6 separate regions of the Mus musculus genome follow, and all the other regions are linked to region 1. A link is a contact called in public ChIA-PET, Hi-C, HiChIP or PLAC-seq and promoter capture Hi-C data. All regions are on one chromosome and are shown on one strand. Each heading gives the region's core, a stretch centred on a gene start, on an enhancer-like site or on the middle of the called end of the contact. The rest is flanking DNA. Distances are from core to core; before and after follow the strand shown.

What was found. Promoter capture Hi-C pulls out the DNA fragments that hold promoters and counts their contacts. Hi-C and Micro-C count contacts between places; a contact is called where the count stands out from the background. ChIA-PET counts read pairs in DNA pulled down with a chosen protein or histone mark. HiChIP or PLAC-seq counts read pairs in DNA pulled down with a chosen protein or histone mark.
Region 2: an H3K4me3 HiChIP or PLAC-seq map of bone marrow-derived macrophages shows a contact between it and region 1, with 6 times the contacts expected there. The contact joins the promoter of Sema6b here to the promoter of Dus3l in region 1. A contact is called at or near these places in 5 of 39 promoter capture datasets (the C10 cell line, cranial neural crest, embryonic stem cells and 2 more), 1 of 484 Hi-C or Micro-C datasets (embryonic stem cells) and 3 of 115 datasets of contacts at active chromatin or transcription factors (bone marrow-derived macrophages, large pre-B cells and pancreatic cancer cells).
Region 3: a contact with region 1 is called in an H3K27ac HiChIP or PLAC-seq map of thymic regulatory T cells, with 5 times the contacts expected there. The contact joins the promoter of Tnfaip8l1 here to the promoter of Dus3l in region 1. A contact is called at or near these places in 2 of 39 promoter capture datasets (cranial neural crest and pre-B cells), 1 of 484 Hi-C or Micro-C datasets (CD4 T cells), 2 of 115 datasets of contacts at active chromatin or transcription factors (pancreatic cancer cells and thymic regulatory T cells) and 1 of 9 other capture datasets (adipose tissue).
Region 4: a contact with region 1 is called in a Hi-C map of B cells, with 17 read pairs. The contact joins the promoter of Mydgf here to the promoter of Dus3l in region 1. A contact is called at or near these places in 1 of 39 promoter capture datasets (embryonic stem cells), 4 of 484 Hi-C or Micro-C datasets (B cells, the HL-1 cell line, regulatory T cells and 1 more), 3 of 115 datasets of contacts at active chromatin or transcription factors (cardiomyocytes, memory CD8 T cells and pancreatic cancer cells) and 1 of 9 other capture datasets (liver).
Region 5: a contact with region 1 is called in a promoter capture Hi-C map of pre-B cells, with 5 times the contacts expected there. The contact joins the enhancer-like site here to the promoter of Dus3l in region 1. A contact is called at or near these places in 5 of 39 promoter capture datasets (3T3-L1-derived adipocytes, the C10 cell line, the HPC-7 cell line and 2 more), 1 of 484 Hi-C or Micro-C datasets (embryonic stem cells) and 1 of 115 datasets of contacts at active chromatin or transcription factors (bone marrow-derived macrophages).
Region 6: an RNA polymerase II ChIA-PET map of memory CD8 T cells shows a contact between it and region 1, with 32 read pairs. The contact joins the promoter of Vav1 here to the promoter of Dus3l in region 1. A contact is called at or near these places in 15 of 39 promoter capture datasets (the 3T3-L1 cell line, 3T3-L1-derived adipocytes, the C10 cell line and 9 more), 3 of 115 datasets of contacts at active chromatin or transcription factors (the 230-238 cell line, astrocytes and memory CD8 T cells) and 1 of 9 other capture datasets (liver).

What each region holds. Positions count from the first base shown.
Region 1 is chr17:56,762,747-56,767,264 of GRCm38.p6, forward strand. It overlaps Dus3l (dihydrouridine synthase 3-like (S. cerevisiae)), which reads left to right and starts at 2,005. Exons shown (of 13, transcript NM_144858.2): 1 at 2,005-2,195; 2 at 2,779-3,046; 3 at 4,036-4,518. The coding sequence starts at 2,110.
Region 2 is chr17:56,138,180-56,142,697 of GRCm38.p6, forward strand. Sema6b (sema domain, transmembrane domain (TM), and cytoplasmic domain, (semaphorin) 6B) reads right to left here and starts at 2,164. Exons shown (of 17, transcript NM_001130456.1): 1 at 2,035-2,164.
Region 3 is chr17:56,160,394-56,164,911 of GRCm38.p6, forward strand. Tnfaip8l1 (tumor necrosis factor, alpha-induced protein 8-like 1) reads left to right here and starts at 2,098. Exons shown (of 2, transcript NM_025566.3): 1 at 2,098-2,213.
Region 4 is chr17:56,181,273-56,185,790 of GRCm38.p6, forward strand. It overlaps Mydgf (myeloid derived growth factor), which reads right to left and starts at 2,648. Exons shown (of 6, transcript NM_080837.2): 1 at 2,467-2,648; 2 at 1,393-1,443. The coding sequence starts at 2,619. It also overlaps a transcript of Tnfaip8l1 not described here.
Region 5 is chr17:57,332,986-57,337,503 of GRCm38.p6, forward strand. No RefSeq gene overlaps it. Among named protein-coding and RNA genes, the nearest start is that of Adgre1, 23 kb to the right of the region's middle. Within about 2 kb of position 2,501, at least 49 of the 459 cell types and tissues checked have an H3K27ac peak or open chromatin away from gene starts, as enhancers often do. A contact at or near this core is called in the HPC-7 cell line, bone marrow-derived macrophages and pre-B cells, where this site is marked.
Region 6 is chr17:57,276,926-57,281,443 of GRCm38.p6, forward strand. It overlaps Vav1 (vav 1 oncogene), which reads left to right and starts at 2,175. Exons shown (of 27, transcript NM_011691.4): 1 at 2,175-2,476. The coding sequence starts at 2,273.

The DNA of each region.
Region 1 (4,518 bases), core at 755-3,254:
ATAAAAATAAAATAAAACCGTTGAGGAAGAATAGAAGAGACACACAGAGAGGAATAGGGGAGGAGGCAGCAGTGGGGCCCTTCGGTCTTCCCTGCCCCCACTTGGTGCCCAGGTCTCCAGTGCTAGCAGGGCCACAGCCACCTGCCTCCCTCACTTCCTGGTGTCAGCTGAGATCAGGCTGGAGCTGTAGTTCCAGGGGGCTATCTGGATCCCTCAGTTCAGGGAGCCACAGACTCTCCCGGAGGCACGTTGCCAGGGGACTCGGGTGTGGAAACTGGCCGAGGAGGAAAGGGGGGGGGCTCTATTTTCCGTGTTAGGTGGAATGGTGTACCTGGAGGAGACTAGGACGGAAGGCTGGTTCTCAAAAGGGTACGGAGTAGGTCATCCTTGGACGCGGAAGGACTAGGGGTGGGGTAGGAGGAGAAATGGAGGCCCAGATGCTAGTCTGTGCTCAGGGTTGGAACCGGGCCTGGCGGACAGTAAACCCTCACTAGCTGCTGAGCTCCCCGTAAGGATCCAGCACCATTGTATTCACATCACCATGAATGCTGCACCTCATGGTTAACGGTCTGTACGGTTTCACAGTTATCAACTGCCAGGCTGTCACGCCTCCTGCGGGAAGCCAGCCTGGGTTGCCTTGCACAGAAGAGGACGGAGTTGCTTTGAGGAAGGGATCTTGTTTCTGTCGTTGCCCTTTGCAGCCCTGTTTCTTCCAAGAGCGTGTCCTTATCACAACCCAATTGTAGACGCTACAAAGGAGCCTCAGCCTTAAAATGCATTGTTATTCCCATCTTGCCCAGTAGGGACGGTAGAGAGCAATGGCGCAAACAGGGTGCTATTGTGGTCTAAGGCTAATTAATCGCTTTACCTCTCTGGGCCTGTTTCCCCTTATGTTATACAACCAGCAGAGTCTAGTTCGTGCGTTGCGGGACAGCCTGGGCTACAGGGTGAGACCCCCATCTCCATGAATTAAATAAATTTAAATACTGATTGGTTTGACTTGGCTTTGGTTGAGACATGTAGCTCAGGCTGGCCTCAAACACCAGGACTGCCAGGGCTATACAGAGAAACCCTGTCTCGACCCCCTCCCCCCCCCCCAAAAAAAAAAAAACCAAAACAAAAACAAAACACTACCTCCCGATCCACCCAAGTGCTGTTCTTACATGTTTAAGCACATTTTTATTAAAATAGTAATTGCAGGATCGGAGAAGTGCCTGATGTCAGGCTCAAGGGGCTGAGTTCAATCCCGGGACCGACATGGGGATGCAGGGACCCCCGCCCCCCATTGTCATATGACCTCCACATAAGGGTGACACACAGGAGACCCACACACACACAATAGATGAGTAAATGTCACTTTCAAAGTAACGCTGGCACACACCTTTAATCCCAGCACTTGGGAGGCAGAGGCAGGAGGATTTCTGAGTTTGAGGCTTGCCTGGGCTACATAGTGAGACGCTGTCTCAAAAAAAAAAAAAAAAAGAAAAAAGAAAAGAAAAGGCAGTACAATAAAAATAATTCAAATTGCCACGCGTTTATGGGCCACAGTGGCTCACGAAGGGCACTGTCAAAGGACAGCGTGTCCCCGTGAAGTCATTTGATCCTTCAAAGCTGTTGGTATTTTTTGTTTGTCTTCTGAGACACGGTTTCTCTGAGTAGCTCAGGCTGTTCTGGACCTCACTCTATAGACCAGGCTGGCCTCGAACTCATGATTCACCTGACTCGATCTCCCCAGTGCTGGGATTAAAGGCGTGCGCAACACCGCTCGGGCTGCGGTTTTTTATTATAAAATAACAGACTCGTTTGTAAAAGGGACAGAAGCAGAGTAGGTGAGTGTGAGCTGCACCCACACCCACACCCCCAGATTCACTTCCACGGATCAAGAGTGACCCACGGATGACCGACAAGAACCCCTCCGGGACCCTTGAGCACTTCCGTTTCCTGCGCAGCCTTGGCCCCCCCCCCCCCCGCCCCCACGGTCGTGCGCACGCGCGCCTTAGCAGCATTGCTGTAGTCTGAGCGTGCGCATTTCTTTCTGTAGGCTCCAGAGGACACGAGCGACCCGGAAGACTTTCCTGCCACACTCCAGAGCTGGTGTGAGGGGCATCGATGGCGGAGACGGCAGCGGAGAGCGGTGGTGGCGGTGACTCCGGGGTTGGCGCGTGCGAACGGGGGGTGGCGCCCATTAAAGCTCAGTGAGTCGCTGGCGCCCGTCAGCGAAGCTGATGTGGCCTTCCCGGCGTCCGTGGCGGGTGCGAGTGGTGCATGCTGGGAGGTGTGGCGGCATCCTGGAGAGCGGCATCCCGGAGGCGCCAAAGTCTTTACCTACCTTCTGCTGACACACGAGTGTAACATGTGTTGGTTGTCACAAGCCATGAGGCCGGCTGTGCACATAGGCAGCTTTGGGGAACCAGAAGCAGGGCCCGAGGTGCATGGTGGGGCTTGTAGTCTCCACGAGGGAAAAAAAAATGGCTCGCAGCGAAAGACCTGGGAAGGGTGGTAGCTTGAGTCTCGCTGCCAAGCATGCTGGGGTTTGTAGTTCCTTCGTAGCCTACCAAGGATATTGATATTTGTGTGTCGCAACCCTTAAGGCAATTCAGTTCTCAGAGCAGAGACACAAATGGCTCCTTCAAGTGTAAAACAGGTGTCCCCGTGGCACTGGGTGAAAACTGGCTGGTTCTAAGTAGGGAAAGCTTCCTGCAAGCAGGAGCACGTGAGCTTGGCATTAGCCCCCAAGCCCCTTTCCCTGTGCACATCGAGCCTCTCCCGCTCTGGCAGGTACCGCACAACCAAAGAACGGTTCCACGAATATCTGGATGGAGACAAGCAGGAGGGTGCATGCCAGGAAGTGCCCACAGGAGACCCAGCTGAGCCAGGGGCCAAAAGAATTCGCCTGGAAGATGGGCAGGAAAATGGGAAGACAGAGGTGGCAATTGAATCCCGTGAAAGGCAGGTGCCCAAGAGGGCCCGTGGCCAAAACAAAAGCCGGCCCCATGTGAAGCCAGCACACTACGACAAGGACAGGCTCTGCCCGTCCTTCCTCCAGGTGAGGGGTGGCTCTACAGGCTTGGCTTAAAGTCTGAAGATGCTGTGCTGTGACAAATATATATGACCCTTGACCTACAGGGACTCGACCTAGTAGTGCCTTGCCTTGGCCCCTGGTGCTGCCTTCAAAGTCATTGACCCTCAGCCTATCTACACATCACACTTGAATTTATTTATTTTTGGTTTTTTTGAGACAGGGTTTCTCTGTGTAGCCCTGGCTGACCTGGAACTCACTCTGTAAACTAGGCTGGTCCTGAACTCAGAGAGCACTCCCAAGTTCTGGGATTAAAGATGTGCTCAGCTATTTCAATTTACCTTTTTTTTTTAAAAAGATTTATTTATTTATTTATTTATTTATTTATTTATTTATTTATTATATGTAAGTACACTGTAGCTGTCCTCAGACACTCCAGAAGAGGGAGTCAGATCTCGTTACAGATGGTTGTGAGCCACCATGTGGTTGCTGGGATTTGAACTCCTGACCTTTGAAAGAGCAGTCGGGTGCTCTTACCCACTGAGCCATCTCACCAGCCTCCCTTTTTTTTTTTTTAAAGATTTATTTATTTTATGTATATGAGTCCACTGTAGCTGTCCTCAGACACACCAGAAGAGAGCATCGCACCCGTTACAGATGGTTGTGAGCCACCATGTGGTTGCTGGGAATTGAACTCAGGACCTCTGGAAGAACAGTCAGTGCTCTTAACCTCTGAGCCATCTCTCTAGCCCCCTTAATTTACCTTTTAAAGAGGGTCTTGTATGTCCTGGAGCTGGAGTTTCAGGTGGTTGTGAGCTGGGAAATCAAATCCAGATGGTGTGCAAGAGCAGCTGGGGTTCTTGACCTCGGACCTGTCACTCCAGCTTGACACTGTTCCAGCTTTAGGTGAAACAGGCACACTGGGGACACTCCCCCAGGACTTGCAGATGGAAGAATCAGCACTTGGCCCACCCTGGCCACTCAGTCCTCTCCTGGTCCTTTCATGTCCCTCACAGGAGCCGGCCACCCCATGTGCATTTGGAGACCGTTGCCGCTTCCTGCACGATGTGGGGCGCTACCTGGAGACCAAACCGGCAGACCTGGGCCCCCGCTGCGTGCTCTTCGAAACCTTTGGCCGGTGCCCTTTCAGCATGACCTGTCGCTTTGCTGGAGCACACCTGGGGCCTGAGGGGCAGAACCTGGTGCAGGAAGAGGTGGTGGCCCGCTGTGCACAGCTCCCTTCAGTGCGGAATGGCTTAGACAGGGCCCTGCAGCAGCAGCTGCGGAAGCGCCAAGTGTGCTTTGAGCGAGCTGAGCAGGCCCTGAACCGCCTCACCCAGAGCCCCATGCCCACTGTTGTCCCTGAGACCACTGTGGCCATGGCGACCCCAAAGCAGAATAGCTGCCATGCCCAGCTAGATACCGTAGGAGGGGCTGGCACCCCGCAGAGCAGCCCTGTGCCAACCTGTGGCCCCTTGACAGACGAGGACGTGATCCGG
Region 2 (4,518 bases), core at 914-3,413, 620 kb before region 1:
TCGCCATCTCTTCGCTTCCTCTACCTCCCTCCCTGGCTCCGTGTGGCCCTAGAGATGAAACTCCTGCTCCACCAACCTTAGCGTCGTCTCCTCCCACTTCAGAAAGTTCAACCACCCTGGGAAGTACTCCCACTTCCCAGCTCAGTGGCAGAGTCCGTGCTCCCAGCTGCCCCCTCCAGGGCCACACCCAGGGTCAGCTCAGGACACTCGTCTTCCCAGGAGACGCCAGTCACCTTTCTGTCCCACTCACCTGGCCGCAGGCTGACGTCACCTCCTCCAAGGGCAGCCGCCTGCCTGCCCTCTGCCAATGGACAGACAGACAGACCGACAGATGGACAGGTCTGAAAGTCCCGGAGGATGGAGGAGCAGGAGGCCCTGGGACACACGCATCGGAGTGAGGAGCAGGCAGACCCTGTCCTGAGGAGGCTGCACAGAGACTGACCACCTGCCCCAGAACACACAGAGGAGCTAAAAGTTCCAATTCACTTTCTGCCAGTGCCTGAGACACCCAGAGCCACCCTCAGAAGGCACAGGGACTCGCATTTCAGTTCATGGAAAGAGCAGAGCTCCCTCTCTTGCTGTGGAACTCAGGGCCTCACAATACAGGAAAGCCCCAATTGGCGCTCAGTGCCTCAGTTTCCCCACCTCCTCCAGCCACCGTACCATTGCTGATGGACACAAATACAAGATGCAAGACACCCCCAGACTGCCGTCTACCAAGTGGAGAGCAGTGGCCACCCAGCCAGAAGGCCAGGCCAGACAACATTAGGCCATGTCTAGGTCCAGGCCTTGAACCTCAAACCTCTCCCACTTCTAACCTCTGTAAATAGCCCGCAGGCAATCGTGCACCCTGAAAATCAGCCAGAAAACCCGAGTCCAAGATACAGAGAAAGAAAGGCACGTTGTAACCAGGCAGAGGCGCTCTGGCAAGTCCCTCCAGCCATTCTGTCCCCAGGGCCACCCTCCTCCACCCAAAGCTTGTTGGCCTGCAATATTGGGGTTCCCAACTCCATCACATTCAGTTTGGGATTGGGGCATCGAGCAGGTAAAAAATAAGAAGTTGGGGGTGACACAGACGTCAGGCAGTGTGACACAGACCTGCCAGGGTCCCGGAGACCTGGAGAGCAACACAGACCTCAGATGGGGAGCAACACAGACCTCAGGCAGGTGACAGAGACCTGGGAACCTCAGATGAGAGTGACACCGACCTTAGGCGGCGGGGGTTGGGGGTTCAGTGACAGAGACCAGGCAGAGAGGACCTGGGACCCAGGAGTCCCTCCCGACCTCAGGGCTGTTGTAGGCCTAGAATTCACCATCTGAGGCCAAGGTGGGGGGTTCGGCCTGGCAGCAGCCCTGGGGAGGCGCCCCAAAGTCGGCAGTGGAGAGCAGAATGGGGCACGTGACCCCCGCTCCAGGGACCAATCAGCACCGCGGTCGGCCAGGGGGGCCACGGTGGCACCCACCCCGCGCGGCTGCCAGAGACGCTCCTTTGTCCCATTGTCAGGCTTTGGGGGGGGGGGCTGGCAGCCCAGCTTAGGGCTGTGCTGCAGCGGGGGCGTTGGCCGCGGACTGCCCCCCCCCCATGTCAGTTGCGCGGCCGGCGAAGACCAGCCGGTACCCAAGAGCTTGGGGACAGCTGGTGCACAGGGCCGCGTGGGGACCCACGAAAGGTCGCGGCTATGTGTCCCGCCCCCTCCCCCGCCCCCATCAGTAGGCCGTCACCCCAATAATTCGAAGCCACTGTCAGTGCCCCGGCGCGATGAGCCGGGGCCTTGGCTGCAATCCCCGCCCGCTGCGCAGCCCGTTAGCCCCGCCCAGGGCGCTGGAGCTGCGACCGCACGCGGGGGGCCCCCCAAGCCAGTGCCGCTGCACGAGGCGCCCGCGCCCTGTGCGCGCCTGGTGCGTGCATGCCCACTGCATCTGTCCCTGCATCTGTCCCTGCGTCTGTCCCTGCGTCCGTCCCTGCGTCCGTCGCCGCATCTGTCCCCCGTGCATCTGTCCAAGGTGCGTCCCCGCGTCCGTCCCTGCACTCACCTCCAGCGCAGGCCGAGCACCTGCTCGGCTCGGCCCCGGCCCCGGCCCCGCAGCGTCTCAGCCCGGGCTCCCACGCGCGGGCGGCTCCCGCGGGGGCGCAGCGCGGTGTCCCGGCCGGGGCCGCATCTCTGCCGCCGCCGCTGCGACTCGCAGCTCCGCCACCTCCGCCCCCAGCGCCCGAGCTCGGAGCTTCGCAAAACCCGGAGCAGACCACCAAGGAGCGGAGCACGGACGGGAGGGGGCGCCTCCACCATCCTTGGCCTCAGTTTCCCTTTCTCTGCCTCCCACTTCTCTCTACTGGGGTGGTTCTGAAGACCACCGACTCCCGCACTGAGCTGGGCGCTGTTCTGACTCTGGGCATCTCCAGTATACCGTAGGCACTCCATAGATGTTTTCTGGTATATTCTAGTGAATTCCCAATTCATCTGACCAGTCACCCACACACAGGAACCTCATGGACGTGGTCCCACGGTCCTGGTGGCTCATGACATCATTGAGTCAAACCACCAAGGTCTCATTTTTTATTTATAATGATTGATTGACTAAGACAGACTCTCCTGGGGAGTCTAGGCTAAAGGCCTGCCCCAGCACGCCGCCAACACTCACTTTCTGAGGGACATTGGGACAGCAAGATATCTCTTTCCATGCCTCAGTTTCCCTCTGTCCAAAGCCCCTCCTCATCCCAGCCATGACGCTGAATGAAAACCTCTTTCCGATTGGGCTAGGCATTGCCTCAGAATACAGTAAGTATACTGATGGCACCTCCAGTATACAGTAAGCACCACACAACTGCTTTTGTAATTGTGTGTGGAGTTGAATCCTGCTCACAGGGTCGCCCTGAAGCCCATCCAGCTGAGGACACTCAACCAAAGGTTGGGACTGTGAGCTGCCCGGGACAGCCAAATCTGTGGGTGTCAGGATTTTAACTCTGACCTGTGCACACCCTGAGGGGCTGGAGCAGACTCCTTGGTGTCACCACTGTGGCGACAGGCTGAGACCTCACTGTGGCCCATCAGCTTTGCCGCATATCAGCCAGACACAGCTTCTGTGGAGAAACTGAGGCAGAAGATGAAGCCAGTTCTCAGCCTACTCTGCTTGGCCTATGAACCAATTTGTCCGGCAAACATTTATTGAGCGCAGCTCTAACAATGTTTTTCGGCCCAGGGGGGCGTCGGGGGGAATGGGAGGGTGGCTGCCAAGGTGACCAGTGGCTGCAAAAGTCAAGGTGCAGAGGGCTCAGTGGCTGCTGGGGGTGGCAGAGGGGGAGGGGGGACACCGGGCCCCTGAAGGCTCACGGGTGGATTTGGCAGGGAGTGCAAGGCAGAGTGGGGGTGCAGGGATGGCCTGTCCCCAGGGAGACCTGTCTGAACAAAGGCCCCATGGTCATGAATGACGCCTCTTTCACAGACCGGCCTGGAGGTCAAGTCGCCCTCCCCCAGCCGGCTCCAGCCGGTCTAGGAGCTGACCTGATAGCCATGGAGAGTCAAGAAGACAGGACCTTGTCTGAGTCCTCCAGAGTTAGCCCCAGCACCCCTTTCCTCAGCTGTGAGGCTCCAGGAAGATCCCGCCCCCTGGGCCTCAGTTTCCCTTGCTTCCGCCAGCGCTGCGTTCTCGCCCTGCTCCAGGCGGTAGAGATTCCAGTACGGATTTTGGGGACGCCCGAGGCTACCGACACCTTGTGCACGGCCGGTTTGCGGCCCAGGGGTGCGAGGGGGTCTAGGGAGACCGCAGGAGGGACAGTCGGCCTCAAAGACTCTGGACGGGGGAGGCTGGGTCCGGGCACAGCGAAGAAGACTCGCTCTGGCTGCCTCTTGCTCCTGCGAATCTGAGGCTTCTCTGCCCTGCTTGCTGTGTGACGCCAGGCAGCTCTCTGACCCTCTCTGGGCCCACTTGGAGCCGGGCAACCAACTTGCAACGGGCCACCTGGGTCCCTATCCCGGCAGTTCCCTGCCTCAGTTTCCCTCTCTATGCCAGGCGCTCATAGAGTCCAAGCTTGAGATGGTGGGAGGGTCATCTATACTCCACTGTACTCAGTATCACTCCGGGTCCAGGATGTGACCAGGGAATCCCCCGGGGCTGCTCAAAGGGTAGCTGTGATTGGCTGAGGCCTCCCGTGACGTCAGACGCTCCTGAAGCCCCTTCCCCACAAGAGGCACGTGGGGGGGCGATGGCCACTGGGGAGGGGCTCAGGGTCGGGTGGATTGGGGTGTCCCCCAGCCCGAGGTGGCAGCTGAGAGGCGCAGACGCGAGTTTGCGCGTCCCCCAGTCCCCTCGCCGTCCCCCCCGGGGGGGGGGGGGGGGCTGCAGCTGCTCGGGCGACAGATGCACTGCTCAGTCCACCCAGCTGGTCTCCGGAGCTTACTGCTGCCTGGGATGGGGGAGGGATGCTGCGTGCTCTGACCCTTTCTCTTCCCTGTCCTTTGACCCCTGGGGTGGGGGAGTCCTCTCAGGGTCCCTCCCTTAAACCCCAGGCCCCTCCTGGGG
Region 3 (4,518 bases), core at 848-3,347, 600 kb before region 1:
ATAAACCATCACATGAGCTAATCTTTTAATCTCTGTTTTCTCATTCTAAGACGATCCCTCCTAACCCCCTAACCTTTATTGATCTCTGCGGTCTGAAGCTTTGTTCCCATCCAACACTAGCTCTGTCCTCTCCCCAGCCCCAGGTACCCACCACCCTATTTCCTGTTTCTGTGGCTCTGATCAATGCAGAGAACTCCTGGGAGTGGGACTGTACGGGATGCATCTGTGTGTGGCTCACATCACCAGATATCATGGGGACCTGGTGTCTGAATGGCCTCTCTCTTCCAGGCAGAGTAATATTCCCCCCTCTCTAGGCAGCATGCCTCATCTCCTCTCTCCAGTGATGGACACGTAGCCTGCTTCCATCGTTTGGCTACGGTGAATAATTCAATTAAAATTGCCATAAACTCATGTCAGAATCTATCTTTCTACTCGAGTGTACCTAGGTGGGGAATGCCCTGGGGTCATGGAGGTTTTCCGGAAATTTCCAATTGTTTTCTATATGGTCCGGTGTGTGTCCCCTCATCCTTACAGACAATTTGTAAGTTGTTTATTATTATTATTATTTACTACTGCTTCTAAGCTGGGTAGGGGCTTAGGGCTTCCTGCATGCTAGGAAATAATTCTACCTCCGCCCATGCCCCCTTGCCCACTTGATCTAGAGGATCAAGCGCACCAGAGCACCTCTGCTAGACTCTGTGAGGACCTGGTGAGGGAGACACTGGCAGAGCCAGGGAAGACAGTCCACATCCTCACAAGAGCCCACTCAAGGCTTCACTGGGGAATTCTAGGCAGAGGCTCCACCCTGTCCACGACCCAGCCTCTCACCACGGGACTCTAGGCAAGTGGGAGGGGTAGGCTCTAGCCCTGAACCCACACAGCTGGGTTTGATCCCCACTTTATCACACCTATGATATCTGTGGGTTCCTCAGACTCTAAGTGCTCAAAAATCAGAAGCCCCCAAACCTGCTTCAGTGACACCTGCTTCCCCCCACACACCTCAAAAACACACTAATTGCCCTGGCTCATACTGGGGTATGAAAAACCTAGAGCTGTGGTCTCTGTCTTTGATACTGAGCTCTGTCTAGGGTCCTGTGTGGCTGTCACAAGGGTGAGCTCCTGGTACAGAGCAGATAGAGGCCATGTTCAGCACCCGGCAGAGCTGGGATGGCTACTGAACTTGTAAGTTCCTGGCCCAGAGCACAGACAATCTGAAATCAGGAAAGCCACTTGGGTCTGTGCTGCTCTAGGCAAGTCACTTAAGGTTTCTCTGGGTCTCAATTTCTATCTCTCAAAAGCCTGGATTTAGTTTTGTGTGTTAAGGCTCATGCAAGGAAGGTTAGAATGCAGTCAGCAAACACCTGAGGGGGCTTTCTGAAGAGGGAAGATGGCAGATGAGGCTTTTCCAAGTGTCCTTGCTGTGACAGGGCCATCCAGGCACAGGAAGTGCAGACCCGTGGTTGAGTTGGGGTGGAGTTTGGAGTAAGGTGGGGGTGTTGGGGATGGGTTGGGGGTGGTGGGAGTGTGGGAATCACTCCCAGACTGATTTTCCAGGTCTCACAGCTGCCCCCTGGGAGGTAGCTGGCCCTGTCTGGCCTCTGTCAGGGAGGTCATCACAGTGCCTCCCCCCTTACTCCAGAGACACCAACTGAAAGAGAGTCTCCGCAGTACTCAGGAACCCCAAAATTGTTGCAAGGCAAATGTTGGGGTGCATTTGTCATGGGAGTCCCAGGTGACACTCTAACTACCTAGTGGGTAAACTGAGACCCGCTCAGAGGGATGCAGGTGTCTCGCGGAGGCGCCTCTCTTCGCTTTGGCCTCTCAGATCTCTGTCGCGCGGTGCACGTATACCCCATTTTTCTCTGTCTCAGTCTCCTTCCTCTTCCTTCCAACACTTTCCCGCCACGGCATCCCTTGCGCTGGGCACCCAGCGCCGGCGCTATTCCGGAGGAATCTCCCGGCCGCAGACCACGCCCTCGCCCACGCCCGCGTCATGCCTCCCACCTCCTGGCAGAGGCTTGCTGCCATTGGCTCCTTCGTACACTGCCTGTGCGCTACCATTTGCTGAGCCAGTGAGCGTTTAGAGGGGGCGAGCCCTTTCTCGGGGGCGTGGCCTCCTAGCCAGCGGCCGGGCTCAGATCCAGCGGCCAATGCCTCTGGCCCCACAGAGGCACCTACAGAAAACTGAAGGCTTGACACATCCCGAGGAGCAGGTGAGCGATGGGGTCCTGCATTGGCTATCCTGGGTTCTTTCCGTCCCCTCCTATCCCCACACCGTCCTCTGTATATCCCGCCTCAGTTTCCTCTGTATACCTATTACTGACTGTGGGAGCATGGGTGTTGTGAGCAGGTTGCTGTGGGCTACTGTAATAGTCCTAACACATGTCCTCAAGAGGACACTTGATGGACTTGGCTCTGTACAAGTGTGCAGCCTGACTCCAGAATGGTCTAGGTATTCTCTGAGGTAGCCAGCTGGACCCCACTGTGGCTCTGGCTGGTGCAGGGTTACCCTGACTGGGACTGGCACTTCAAGCTTCCCATTGCCCGAGGGCTTGAACTCAGTTTTACCATCTGGGAACTGGGACAGTGGCTGTCACATAATTGGCAGGTGACCTGATCCAGGTCTGCAGCCTCCTGGCTCTTTCAGTGTTGGTTTGGAGGATAAACTGGGGTCCAGAATATGGGCTGCGGATGGCCAGAGAGATGGAGACACTGTCTCCAGAACCATATTCTGGTTTGTCACCTTTGTGAGCAGCGGGGCTGGAGAGGGACAGGGTGGAACACTAAACTGGAAACAGGCCTCTGGGTCACTTCCCGAGCTCCAGGCTGTGACGCCTCTGAACACCTTGCCTTGGGGTTAGGACACAGCTCAGACAAACCTGACTCACTTGAACAAGTAACTTAATTATAAGCCTCAGTTTCCCTGTCTGACTTGGGACAGTTGTTTCGTGACTCCCTGAGGCTTCTTGGGGGTGCTTAAACAGACAAAAGAGAGGCTGAGCCAGGGTGGGCTACACACCGAGGCTGTCTCTAAAACAAAAGGGACCCTAGGGTGTAGCCCAGTGCGTAGAGTGCTCACCTAGTAAGCAAGAGGCCTTGGGTTCCGGCCCAAACACAACATATACCAGGACATTTACCCATTTACCCAGTGCTTAGAATAGAGGCAGGTGGATGCCTGTAAGTTTGAGGCCAGGTCTACAAAGTGAGTTCCAGGCTAGCCATAACTATGTATAGAGATCCTGTAACAAACAACAGCCAACAGAGAAAGAGAGAGAGAGAGAGAGAGAGAGAGAGAGAGAGAGAGAGAGAGAGAGAGAGAGAACAGGAATGTAGGCTTTGAGTGCCAAACTTCCTGTTTTTCTGTCCTGGGACCTCAAAGTGGCCGCCTCTTCTCCACATGGAATGTCCTTGCACTTGAGACCTTTGTGCGTGCTGAGCCCTCTACAACCCTGGCAGATCAACACAGGCAGCGACAACTTTAAAACATAATAAGTTCATGATCTGGGCCGCACCTAGGATGTGGGTGACTGGGAGGGATGAGGGCGGGGCCATGGGGACTGTACAATGTAACAGAACAAAGAGAGTCATCACAGAACACCTGCCCTGGGCCTTCCCACACATGGTGAGCCAGACTTGGGCCAGGGCTGCTAGTTCCGTAATGGGTGAGTGGTGGATCCTGAGGGTATGAAGAGACATAGAGACTTGTCCCTCAGTTTACTCTCTCAGCCCTAGGCAAGCTAGGACTCACCTCACAAAAATCTGATTCCGTATGAGGGGACTCAGCATACAGGCCAAATAATCATGGCCACAGGAAGGCGTGCCACCCACTGACTCAGGTGCCATCCAGGGCTTAGTGGAGGCTTAAAGAGAGTGAGACTTGATCCGGGGGCCCAGTGAGCTCACTCCTCCAAGAACCCCAGTGTCTCCCCTGCATGGTTTTTCTGAGCCCCAACCCTGTGTTTCCCCATGTGGAAACCAGCGGAGGTAACCACTCCAGAGGGTGCTGTGCAGGTGGGGTCTTCTGTAGTCCTGACCAAAGAAAGAACCGTGGTAGGGTTGACCGTGTGCATAGCTCTGGAAGATTCCCAGACTAGATCATTAGGCTCCCAAATTTTAGGGTGGACCCCAGGGAAAGGTTGTAATGCAATGAGCTTCCAGGTAAGGGCTGGATTCAAGTCCCAGTTCTAGCCTGGTGTTATTCTGTGCATATCTGTCAGCTCCCAGGCCCCTGACTCAGTTTCTCCTTTTGTCATAACCATGAGAAGTTACTTAGTCATTTGATAAACTGTCCCTGAACACTGAGATAACTGAAGTGTGGTAGCTAATGTCGCCAGCACACAGCAGTGACTGAAGCTGGCCCAGTGCCCACCATCCTCCTGCCTCACAGTTGGTAATGCTGGACTCTGTCCTGAACTATAATAGTAACTGTAAGAAGAGGAAGGAACCGGGGAACTGAGTGTTCGTGGAGAGATCTGAGAGTTCCAGGGTAAAACAGCCACATAGCAACCTGAGGAAGAC
Region 4 (4,518 bases), core at 1,398-3,897, 580 kb before region 1:
CTCGTCCTGGACAGTTTCATCTCAAGCTAGAGTCACAGGAGAGGAGGAGTCCTTAGTTGAGAAAACACCTCCATAAAATCAGACTTTCCACCAGCCTCCAGGACATTTTCTTAATTAGTGATCAGCCTAGCCCACTGTTGGTGGAGCCCTCTCTGAGCTGGTGGCTCTGGGTTCTCTAAGAGAGCAGCCTAAGCAAGCCATGAGGAGTAAGCCAGTAAGCAGCACCCTCATGGGCCTCTGCATCAGCTCCTGCCTCCAGGTTCCTGCCCTGCTTGAGTTCCTTCTATGATGCCAGTGATATGGAGGTGCAGCCTGAATCCACACCCTCCACCCAGCCTGCTTCGGTTATGGTGACTCATCACAGCAGTACTGAGTCTAAGTAGAATACCCAGGCTCAGTCCCCAGCACCCACAGGACAGCTCACAACCACTCAATAACCCAAGCTCCTCTAACATCAGAGAGCCAAACACACGCGCATACACCCACACATCCAACTACATACACGTGCTTAAAAACCCTGCCTAGAGGGGAGAGGATAGGCTGGGAGCTAGGTCCTAGGGGCTTGCCCATGGGCTCTCCAGCTGACTGCCATCTTGCTTCCTCAGATGGTTTCTTCTTATTCACTAACCAAGGATCGGCAGAGATGGCTCGGTGGTTATAGCACTGGCTGCTCTTGCAGAGGACCTGACTTTGATTCCCAGCAACCACATGGTGGCTCACAACTGTAACTCCAGTTCCAGGAGATCCGATGCCCACTTTGGGCCTCTGTGGTCACTGCATGCTGGTTTCTGCTCATTGAGTACTTAACTGAAGATGGTTTTGCTGTCTGTAGCCTCTCCATTTCTTTTCCTTACTTGCTATGTACATAATAAACTCATTCATTCGATGCCACGAGCAGGGCTGTTAACCCTCTCCATGCCATACGCAACGCTCTTGTTCACGGGTGTGTGATATTCCAACTGTTGAGGTGCTGTGTACCCCTGCCCATCCGTGGACACTAAGACACTTCCACTCATTGCTCCTATGGAAAGCTCTGCTCAGAACATGCATGTCCAAGGTTCTGGATACACCAGTATTTCCACTGAATGAACTAACTTGTGTGTGGGACAGGCAGCTAACCTCATAACAGTTCACCTCGATGCCCTGGGTGCTGCTGAGGTATCGGCCCTCTTGCCAGCTTACGGGCTGCCCTGAGGACTGTCCCAGGCTCTGGTGGCTCACTGATTACACATAGACTAAGAGTCAGGGATCAGCACTGTGGGCTGCTGATTCCATTAGGCGGAAGCCAAGGCAACTAGAAGTCCTTCAGGCTCAAGGGACTGGGACTTTAGAGCCTCGGGAGTCTGGCCACTTTCCCTTGACACCAGTCGTGTGACACCCTGAGGAACTTACCTCGTTGGTCCCTCCTTGGGAAGCGTAGGTGAATGTACATGTAAACTTGTTCTGTAGAAGGAGAAATAAAAGGAGGCTGAAGAGCAAAGATCTCAATACTCAGAACCAAGACCCTAGCATACTGGGCATGGTCCTGTATGCACATCATCTCTGGTATCCAGGAGGCTGACGCAGAACTGGGAACTGGGACATAAGCTAGCCTGGGTGACTTAGCAAGGTGCTGTCCCGATGTAAAACAGATCAAAAAGGACTGAGATATACATCAGCCCCTGCCCAGAAGGTCAAGGGTTGAGCCTGTCCAGAATCCAGCAGTGAGGGGTTGGGAGGGTGACTCAGGGGTGGAGTCCCACCTAGAATCCCCTAATGAGGAGCTAGGGATGTGGCTCAGGGGTGGAGCCCCTGCCTAGGGCGGGGCAGAACCCTGGCTCTGCCGATGTGAGACTCTAGGTTCCATCCCTCAGTACACCCTCCAGAGGCCACCAGATCTCTCTCCTCTCAGGAGCTCAGAACTTTGCTCAAATCACTGTGATTTCCTAGGAAGGTCAAATGGCCTTCAGCAATCATCCCTAGAACATCACCTATGAGGTCAGTACTCGGGGCTCCTGTTAGATACAAGCTTGTACTGCTTCCTGCCCACAACACAAACCTGCCAGAAAGCACAGGACTATAGTAATGGTCTCAAGAAATGGTCACTAGGGACACCGCTGTCCCAGAAGCCAAGCTGGGGCGGGCAGAGGCTAGGCTGACTGCTGGCTCGCTGAAAGGAGAGGTGATGGACTCGTGTAAGGCTTGGGGGGTGCTCCCGCTCTAGTCCGGGTTCAGTGAGTAACCCACGTGCGACCTGTATAGCCAGTCCCCTAGATCCGCTGCTCTTATCAACCAGTATTCCCTTTTCTACAATGAGATGGGCAAGGGGAAGTCGCCTTGCAGGTAGGGAGTGACTGACAGAAGACAGACGAGGCAGCCAGGTCCCTTCTTCAGGTAACCCTGCCTCTGCCACTCCACCCGGTCTCCAGGACCACCTGATCGGAAGTCCATAGGCATCGATTCCCGGGCAGGAGGCTTAGCACGTACCCCGGGTCCTACGTCCTGGGAGAACGAATGCACGACCCCTCCGGGCCTCACGTCAAATGGCACGGTGGTGGGCTCGGACACAGCGGCGGCCAATTTCAGCGCTGCGGCCGCCAGGACCACCGCAGTCCAGAAGCCTCCGCTGGGGGCTGCCATCTTGCTTCCGGGGCAATGCGCAGGCGCTCGCGAACGTGGAGTGACACGCGCGGGACACGTCAGCGCCGAACGGTGACAACGTCGCCCCGCCCGATTTGGCTGCCATGGTGGGGCGGGACTCGACTTGGCACGTGATGCACTACAGCGCCTCTGATTGACGCTCGCGGATGCCTGGAGGGCGACTTCGTCTTGGCGCTTGTTTGGGTTGGAGTTTGCAGGTAACTTTTGCCTCCCCCCCGGATATTTTTATATCTCACTTAAATGGGCTCCCGGACTCACTTCAGGACAACATGGGGGTTGACAGTGTTTAATTTTGTTAGATTATCCATTTGTTAATAAATATGGTTTATTTCACTTTTATTTGTCCTATTTTTTTGGTTTTGACGAGACAAGGTCCTGGAAATCTCTCCAGGCTAGCCGGGAACTCAGAGATCTGCCTGACTCTGCCACCTGAGTGCTGAGATTAAGGCGTAGGCCTCCACCACCACCTGTTGATTGTTTTTTGTTTTGTAACATATTTTACATATATGTGTGTGTGTGTGTGTGTGTGTGTGTGTGTGTGTGTGTGTGTGTGTGTGTGTATTAAGGTTTGTTTTTTGTGTTTTTTTTGGTGGGGGGTCTCTGTAGCCCTGGCTGTCCTGGAACTCACTCTGTAGACTAGGTTGGCCTCAAACTCAGAAATCCACCTCCCTCTGCCTCCCAAGTGCTGGGATTAAAGGTGTGCGACACCACTTCCCGGCATATTTTTCAAAAATATTTTATTGTGAGGGCTGCGGTGATGGCTCAGCAATTAAGAGCACTGGCTGTTCTATAGAGGACCAAGATTTGAAGCCCAGCACCCACATGGTGCTTTACAACTTTAACTCCATTTCCAAGAGATCCGATGTCTTCTTCTGGCCTCTGCAGGTACCAGGTATGCATGTGGTACACAGACAGACATGAAAATAATATAATAATAGCAATACTTTAAAAGTGAATTCTTCCGGTTTTGCAGCTTCCTATAGGTCACAGGTGTTGCTATGCTGTTACCGGACCTAGAGCATGCCTGGCCAGCCCTCTGCTGCTGAATAATTTTCCCATCTTTCCACTGGCCAGCGAGATGGAATAGTGAGTAAAGGGCTTGCAGCCATGACTTCAGCCCTGGTCACTAGATGGTGGTAGAACTGACTCCTAAAAGCTGTTCTCACTACATGTGAATTGGGGCAAGCAGCCTTGCACAACAGAAAATAAGTATCTTAAAATTAGACTCTACGGCTAAGTGATCCTCTATCTAGTTACAAGTACCTCATTTCCTCTCAAATGGCTGCTGATGCCACCTTAGCCTGCCCCATCCCAGTCCTCCTGTAGTCCCTGAGCGGTGCACCACAAAAGCCATCAGAGTAGTGGCGGGGTCCTCCTTTCCACCCCAGCCTATGGGCTGCTGCAGTAAAGTGTCCCACAAGTGCTGTCAAAAGTGGCAGCACCAGTGACATCTCAGCCTGCAGCCCTCACAGGAGCTGTCCACAGTGGCTCATCTCCTCCCCAGCCTACCCCACCCCCAGCAGTCCCACAGAGATGTCGCTTCAGCAAAAGCTGGCTGCAGCCAGAAAGGACTTTCCACCCTTAGCCATGGGCCTGATGCAGGGAAAGGGGGTGGGAAAAAAAAAAGCCACCAATCGCTGAGCAGGAAAACCCACTAGTCCCTTGAGATTCCCATTAAAAAAAAAAAAAAAAAAAAAAGCCCACCAATCACTGAGCCTCCCCTGAGCTCAGCACTGGAAATTCCACCAATCCTCAACCTGGACATCTCTGCCCCTCTCAGAAATCCAAGCACTGCCCCCTCGGCCCAATTCCCAGCTGTCTGCTCCTGGGAGACAAAGGGCAGCTGTCCCTGAACTCCTCAATAAATTTCTTTCATGA
Region 5 (4,518 bases), core at 1,251-3,750, 570 kb after region 1:
ACATTATTTAGGAAGGCGCCATTGTATCGAACATCCCCATGGCCCAATATTAGATCCAGCTTTGTGGGCGGTGGAGAATGTTGGTTGAGACATAATGGACTTGGAGGTCATCTCACCCCCTGGAAAATTGACGGTACATTACCAGAGAGTCAGGGACATATTTTTTTGAAGGCACAGCATCGTGATGTGTCTGGAGAGAAGGCTCAGAGGTTCAGAGTTCTTGCTGCACAAACATGAGGACCTGAGTTTGAGTCCCCAGCATTCAGGAAAGATCTGGGCTTGGCCAACCCTGGGCAGGAGAATTGCTGGGACTTCTGGCTGTCAGCCAAGCTCTGCATTCGGCAAGAGACTAGGTATCAGGGGAATGAGTGGGGAGTGTTAGCCTCCAGTGGCCTCCACACCTGTGACGGTATAAGCACCTGCATATGTAGAATTACAGGTGTGAGTACATCCCACATAGCACACACACTAAAAAAAGCTGAGTCTCAGGGCTAAGCTGTGTTCTCAGCACCCTAGTGCAGTGGTCACAACCCCTTTGGTAGTTGAATGACCCTTCCACAGGGGTTGCATATCACAATATCCTGCACATCAGATATTTACATTACAGTTCCTAACAGTAGCAAAATTACAGTTAACAAAGTAGCAAGGAAATAATTTTGTGGTTGAGGAATTGAGTTAAAGGGCCACGGCTTTAAGAAGGTTGAGAATTACTGGTCAAGTGGCTAACAGAGGCCACAGCACTGCCTGGTTCTCTCTCAGGAAAGTCAGTGCCCGAGTGCTGTCTCACACACATTCTTGGCCAACGATAGACTATGGCACAGGAGTCTGGTCTGAAATGCTTATCACGTCTGAAGGGTCTGCCTTCACTGTAGGGAGAGTCACTGGATTTGCGGGCTTCAAGAACTGCATTAGAGTTCACTAGAGGAACAGGACTGATAGAATCAATAGGTATCAAAGGAAGATTTGTTCGTCTGGCTTATCTGATACAGCCTGGGCAGTCTATAATGGCTGCCTGTATGCTGCCAAGGCCGAGAACCTGGTAGCAGCCCAGTCTATGAGGTGGGTGCTGCAAAGTCCAGATCTGAAGGCCTGGGGTGGGGGGATTTCTGGAGGGTCCCAGGTCTTCAATGCATGTCAGATAAGGATTGTAGGAACAACACAGGGGCAGTAACAGAGTGGAGGAGCTCTCCAGGAAGGGGCAAAGTCCCCCCGTGAATTTCCCCAGAAGCACGTCTCTCAGCTGATTCAAGTTCAAGTTCAAGTCCACAGTCAAGGTTAACCATCACAAGCACCATGGTAACAGAATGCTGCCTGCTCCCATGGTTCTCCCATGAAAAAGAAAGGCTGAATCATGCGATGCTGAGGAGTTAGAGGTCACGAATCTGCTCTTGGAGCCATTCCAGCCATGCCCAGAGTGTTCAGTCCATCTTTAAGGCTCAGGGTGGCAGAAGTTTGTATTAGTCAGCTCAAGTTACGTTTTGCTGTAGTGACTGCCTACGGTGGGTTGACTTGTAGGGTCTGTGGGGGATTGATGTGGGAAGACCCAGCCTGTAGTGGGCCACACCATTCCCTAGGCAGGGATCCAGAACTGTGGAGAAATGAGCATGCTGGCCTTCACTTCTTCATTCTTGACTGTGGTTGTCACGCGGCCAGCTGTTTGAGGTGTGTGTTCTAACTGCCCCACAAAGATGGGCTGTAATCTAGACCTGTAAACTCAACCCCTAGCTTCCAAAGCTCCCTTTTTTTTTTTTTTTTTGGTCAGGATATTTTATTATAGCAACAGAAACTAGGCCAGTCCTCAAAATACTCTCCCTACACTGTTCTAGGGATTTAAAAACATGGATGAAGATGTGGGAAATCGGACATAAGCTTCAAACGCAGGGGCAGACATCCAAGCAGGACCGGTCCGAGGCAGACAGCTGGACGTTAAAGGCACGATCGCCCCCTCGCGGACATGTGCGGTAATGACACAACGTCTGCAGCTGGGCGGGTCGTTTGCAGAGGGGAGGAAAGACGGAAGAGATTGAGTTTATTTGTGGGTGTGCACACGTGTTTACTCACAAGTCTGTGGATATGAGCCTAGAGAGGCCCCCAGGAAGGGACCCTGGTATTTCTGGCATCTCCACCCAGTCTTCTAGAAGGAATGGCCAGCGGCACTACTGGATGATATGGTGTCTTCAATTTATTTTTAGTTTATTTTCTTTTCTGTTTTTTATTTTTATTATTTATTTATTTATTTATTTTTTTGAGACAGGGTTTCTCTGTGTAGCCCTGGCTGTCCTGGAACTCACTCTGTAGATCAGGCTGGCCTCGAACTCGAACTCAGAAATCCACCTGCCTCTGCCTCCCGAGTGCTGGGATTAAAGGAGTGCGCCACCGCTGCCCGGCTTAGTTTCTTATTAAATTTATTTGATTTGTGTTTGTGTGAACGAGTGTGTGAGTATCCCGAGAGCAATAGGAGGCCAGAGGACATTGTGCAGGAGTCAGTTCCCTTTTTCTATCGTGTAGGCCCTAGAGATTAAACTCAGGTCATTAGGTGCAAAACTTCTTTACTTGCTGAGCCACCTCACAGCCCCTACCCTTCAATAATTTATTGTTACATATTTTTCTTAAAAAATGTTTACAACTTATTTTTATCTCTAGTGATTTCTAGGTGGATCTGAGCTTCATTTGTTGAATTGGTACTCTGGATAATTTTATTATTTTTTAAAAGAGAAATGCATTTATCCGAAACAATGACCCTTGTACTGGTGGAATTCCAGCCTATGAAGTCAGGCATAGACTCCAGCAGGCTGTGTTTCCTTGTCTGTGGCGCCGAGGCCCCCATTTTTCACTTCAAGGAACACTTTGCAGTCTAACCACACAGCGCTCACTTGCAGCCCTGTGCTGCCACCTAGCGTCCACGAGTGATATGGCCCCTGGGTTCAACTGTGTATATTCCCCAACTCCTCCCAGATCCGCTGTCATCCAAATCGTCTTACAACACCATGCCTTCTTTTTAAATTTTAAATAGCCCATCCAGTTTAATTTGGGGTGTCCATGTAGTACTTGGTGTGTGGCTATCCACTGGGGCATGGTCAGCCTGCGGGGTCAGGGGCATAGTTTAAAGAAAACTGCCTCTCCCTCCATCAGCAGCCATCAACTGTCCAGCTCCTCAGTTAGGGTGGGCTCATGAGCCCTTCCAACTCCTGCTGTAAGGTTGACTGGTCTGATTATAAGCAGCAGCCACAGGTGCTGTAGTTTATTAGTACCGAGATCCTGCTTCAGTCGTGCCTGACTTCTGGCTCTTACAGTCTTCCTTGTCTCCTCTTGGGGAGAGGGTTCCACCTTATTTTTTTGAGACAGGTTCTTCTATAGCCCTGGAGTTCAGTAAGTAGGCTGGCCACCTTGGGGATACATTGATCTCCACACCTCCCTCTCTCCAGGGCTAGATTATAGAACTTCATTTCCATGCCTGGACTTTAAGTGAGGGTGTGCAGAGCTCACTCAGGGAGCTTTGCTTGCTTAGCAAACACTTACTGACTGAGCCTCCCCTCCCCCCACAGCCTGGGTCTCTCTATGTAGCAGATCAAGGCTGGATTTGTGCTTATAATCCTCCTGCCTCAGCCTCCCCAGTATCTGAGATTTCATAACCTGCACCACGAGGTTCAGCTAGAGTGAGCAGTATCTGTTTTAATAAAAACTTAGGCTGGCTGTGGTGACAAAGGTCTTTTATCCAAGCACTTGGGAGGCAGAGGCAGAGGCAGAGGCAGAGGCAGAGGCAGAGGCAGAGGCAGAGGCAGAGGCAGAGGCAGAGGCAGAGGCAGAGGCAGAGGCAGAGGCAGAGGCAGAGGCAGAGGGAGAGGGAGAGGGAGAGAGAGAGAGAGAGAGAGAGAGAGAGAGAGAGAGAGAGAGACAGAGAGAGACAGAGAGAGACAGAGAGAGAGAGGCAGAGAGGCAGAGAGAGAGAGAGAGAGTGAGAGAGAGAGAGAGAGAGAGAGAGAGAAAGAGAGAGAGGCAGAGGCAGGCACATGCCCTTGAAACTAGCCTGGTCTACAGAGTGAGTTCCAGGACAGCTAGGGCTACACAGAGAAACACTGTCTCAAAAAACAAAACAAAACAAAACAAAACAAACAAACAAAACAAAACAAAAAACCAAACCAAACCAAACCAACCAACCAACCAACCAACCAACCAACCAAAAAAACCCAAACAAACCCCAAACCAAAATCCAAACCAAAACCCAAAACCCCAAAACCAAAACCAAAAACCAACCAACCCCTCCTCCCTCCCCCACTAAATGGGTGTGTGTGGACAGGGCTCAGTAGTGAATACACTTGTCAGTTTCTGATGACCCAAGTTCATCCTCTGGAACTCTTGTGGTGGAAGGTGAGGACCATTTCTTGAAAGCTGACGTCTGACCTCCACATGCACACAGCAGGATACACATTCAAACAAACAAACAAACAAACAAACAAACACATGAGAAAGGACAAGGCGATGGTTGAAGGGGAGGGGGATGCTAACTGCCTCGAGAGG
Region 6 (4,518 bases), core at 925-3,424, 510 kb after region 1:
AGGGGATAGAAATTGTCCTCGCCTGTAAGGTTGCAAAACGGGAGGGTTTTCAGGTTGTGCCCACCCCTACCCATATCCTCAGTGCGTAAATGAGACTCAAGCTGGTCCAGTGAAGCCGTTTAGCGCCGCCTAGAGGCCATAAGGATAAAAGGTGGGGTGCTAAGGAAGCGGCTTGGAATCTGGTGGGTTAGTCAGGGAGAGGCTTGCTTGCCAAGGTAATTTTAGTTCCTGAGAAGCTATGGTCAGGAAAGCAGTACATATTTGTTAGACAAATCAACTAATAAATGACAGGGAAGGGCACTGGTGACCTTGACTCGGACGAGAACTCACAGCAGGGAAGGTGGGCTTATAGTATGATAATTAAGGGTGGAGGAGGGCTGTGGCTTAAAATTTAGGAAGACTTAAGGGAAAAAAAATGACATTTGGGGGCTGGGGAGATGGTTCAGTCAAATGCTTGCTACTCAAATGAGAGGACAAGAGTTCAAATCCCTAGGGCACAATTAAAGCAGGAGGAGGTAGTCTGTGCTCTTTAATCTCAGTGCTCCTAAGACGAGATGGGGGCAGAGACAATTCTGGAAGTTCAGCTAGCCAGGAGCAGTTAGCCCAGGAGTAAGAGAGACTCTATGTTAAGTATGTGGAAGAGAGGGTCTACACTGAGGCTGTCCTGCCACCTCAACACACACGCCATAGTGTTCTCTCTCTCTCTCTCTCTCTCTCTCTCTCTCTCTCTCTCTCTCTCTCTTTCTCACACACACACATACAAGTTTTAAAGAAAAAAGGAAAAGTGGGTGGTGAGGGTGAGAGGGCTCTGTGGGCAAAGGTGATTGCTACCAAGCCTAATGATCTGAGCTCAATCGTTGGGGCTTGCATGGTGGAAAGAGGACCTACTCCCTTGGGCTGGTGAGATGGCTCAGTGGGTTAGAGCACCTGACTGCTCTTCCGAAGGTCCAGAGTTCAAATCCCAGCAACCACATGGTGGCTCACAACCATCCGTAACAAGATCTGACCCCCTCTTCTGAAGTGTCTGAAGACAGCTACAATGTACTTACATATAATAAATAAATAAATAAATAAATCTTTAAAAAAAAAAAAAAGAGGACCTACTCCCCCATGTTAACCTTTGACCTCCACACATGTACTGTGCCCCACATGTACCTTCACACATACACACATACATATGTATATATATACACACACACACATATATATATGTAATAAAAGTGAAATGGCTTTCAAAGTAGAATATATTTTCTAATGTTTATTATAGTTCTATTTGTTGGCAGTTTCCTACATGTTAACAACCTATCTTCGTCCTACCCACCCTCAACTCCCCTCTGACTCCGAATGAGAGTGGACTCTCTTTACCTTATCCCCACTTTCTTGCTCTTTTGTAACCCTTTGCATCCATTACTGCTGCCTGTGGGCATGTTGGCTCCCTCCTGGCTTTGTCTTGTGCTGCCACCATAACTGCACGGAGTTCATGAGCGTAGTGGCCATGGGTATGCCCTGGAGATAGCATTTCACATCCCCCGCCCCCGACTCTTACCGACTTTCTGTTCCTTCTCCCTTGAGCCTCGGGCTGGTGGTGGTATAGATGTCCCATCTATGGCTGAGCACTCAGTAATCAAAAAGTAACATGTAAGAAGTGATGGAGTGAATTAGTGTCTTCTGTCAGGTGGTGGGCACAAGTGCAAAGGCCCTGGGGCAGGATGGAGGTCAGGGAGTGAAGAACAGAGAGAGGAGAAGAGGCTGGCAGGGGTTGGGGCAGGGTGAACAGGGCCTTGTGGGGTGCAGGAAAGACATGAGTTTTGGCCCCAAAGCAAGGTTGAACCAGGAGGGTTATGGGTGGTGGAAGAATGGTTGAGACTTGACTCAGTGTTCAGTGGTCCCTTTTGGCTGCTGCAGGGGCAAAAGGCTGTGAGAGATCAGGGCCGTAGACTGGGGACCAGGAGGAGACAGGAGGTGACAGCCTAGGTGCCTACGGCTGGATGAGATAGTGGCACCTTAGTTCAGCAGGTGCCCAGGTCTGCTCAGTGTAGGTGGAGAAAGACGAGGTCACACCAGTGAGTGGAAGCTGTGAGGGCGTAACTGCAGATGCTGCTCCCCCTCCGCCCCACAGCTCCTCCCCACCCCCACCCCGGGGCGACAGTTACAGTCACAGAAGAGGAAGTGGTGTTGTAGTTGTCCCCACTGGGGCAGGCGGCGGCGGTGGTGAAGGAACGAGGGTGCACGGGGCCTCCCCGAGGGGCCAAGTGAGAGGCCGGCAGCCACCATGGAGCTCTGGCGACAGTGCACCCACTGGCTGATCCAGTGTCGGGTGCTGCCTCCCAGCCACCGTGTGACCTGGGAGGGGGCCCAGGTGTGTGAGCTGGCACAGGCACTGCGGGACGGTGTCCTCTTGTGCCAATTGCTTAACAACCTGCTTCCCCAGGCCATTAATCTTCGCGAGGTTAACTTGCGGCCCCAGATGTCCCAGGTGAGTCTGCTGGGTGATGCTAGGGCCCGACTGGATAAAGGCTGGTAGGCCCGGCTCTGGCTATGGAGAGGTGTCGAGCAGAACGGAGCTCTGGGTGGGTTTGTACACTCTTGGTTGGCTTGCAGCTGTCCCAGCAAATTTAGGGGGAAATCTCCCTATCCCGCCCCGCCCCCAGCTGACTCTGTTGAGATCCATTTAAAGGGGTCCTAAGAGGTATCTTGTTGCCTCGTAGTTAGCCAAGAGGGTGCATGAGGTTGGAGAACCAGATTCAAGAGAGAGAGGCCTTCAGTTTCTCCCCCACCGGTGGCTCCTCCTCTTCCACCTCTTCTGCCCCCCTCCTCCTCACATCTTCCTTCACCTCCATTTCCTGCCAGGGCTTTGTGCTGTGTGGCGTGGAGTGTTGGGGGCTGCAATGCGAGACCCTGTGGCATCCCAACTCTACCTATTTCGGGAAGGGCCCATTGAAGTGCAGGGCCCAGGCCTAGGGTCCTAACAAGGCCCTGGGTGTCCCTGAGTTTGACATCTGTGCACTCTCCGTGTTTCAAGTGGAGGCATGGTCAGACTATGCCCCGGTGAGCCTAGAAAATGTATTCAAATCCTTATTTGAATGTGGCTGGGGTGGTGGTGAAAGGTGACTGGTGGCTTTGTACTCTTTTCTCTGCTTCCCCAGGGATGCTGGGTTTCGGGGGGAGGGCTGATAGCCCTAGAAATGAAAGGTATAGGTTCAAGTCAAAGGGATCCACAGCCTTACCGTGGGGTGTGAGGGACATGAGTTGTATCTAAGGGAACATGGCCTTGCCATGGGGTCTGAAGGACACATCCTTGGTGTAGGGGGCATCTGTCTGTCTGTCTGTCCTCTTGCTCTCAGTCTGCCAGTCCTGTACAGCCTGTTTTTCCAAGTCCCAGGAGGCTGTCCCTAGAAATGATGAGCAACGGGGTCAGAGCCTAGTTTCTTCCCTTCATGCGAGGGGTCCCATGGAGTTGAAGACGGGAGTTACTTTAAGAATGGCCTGCTGCAGTCTCCAGGGTATTTCTGGGGTTGTCAGTGAGCCAGCAGTCTCTGAAGCTGTTGTGAGTCCTCTGAAGGAAGTAGGGAACAGAGCACCCACTGTCCCCCATGGACCGTCCCTCTGGCTGGCTAGGGGTCAGCAGAGATTTGCCTACATTTGCTTGAACTTCAGTAGCTTTCAGGGCTTGAGGAAGTAGCTATGGGACTCTTGGGCCCCAGCTCTGGCGGGACTCAGGGTGCCCAATGATGTGGCAATCACAGCTGTTGGGAAAACGGTTAGAGTCAAGGATGGCCTTCCACCCCCCTGTGTATTGTAACTAAGGTTGACTTTTCTGAAGGACAGGTGTTCATGGTGTTAATCCCCAGAGGACTAGCTGTGTCCCAACAGCAGCCTTAGTGTGTGTCAAGCAATGTTGGGAACTTGGCTCTGGCCCCCAAAGAGTTCTTAAACTCAGTGAGACAGAAGAAGATGCATCACAGGCTCTTGTTCTCTAGGGATGTAAGGACATTCACTGCTTGAGAGAATTAGGTCTTATGTACGAAGGGGTATTTAAGCTGGGTTCTGAAGAATCAATAGGAGTTTTCTCATTGCTCTGGCTCTCTATGTCCAGCTGTATGAAGCCTCAGGCTGGGCCAGTGTTCATCCTCATTTTCCCCCATCTATCTTCTTGGTAACTTCTGGCCTCTGGTCTCTCTGACTTTCTTGGAAATCCTACATCTGGTGGAGATGTAGGTGAGAATCAGCAGGCTATTTACAATATGCCAGAGGAGGTACCCCAAGGGAAGGCAGAAAGAAAAAGGAAAGGAGCCACTGACTGGGAAACAGGAGAGATAAAGTCGTAGAGGTCGGAATGAAAGAATAGTTCCTTCGTTTCCCTATCTCTCTCCTTTGTCCAGCAAATAGGGAAGAAATAATTTATATACTACCAACTCGCCCATCTACCAACCCATCCATCTATCCATCCATCCGTCCATCCGTCCGTCTGTCCGTCCATCCACCCATCCATCTGTCCATCTGTCTATCTGTCCACCT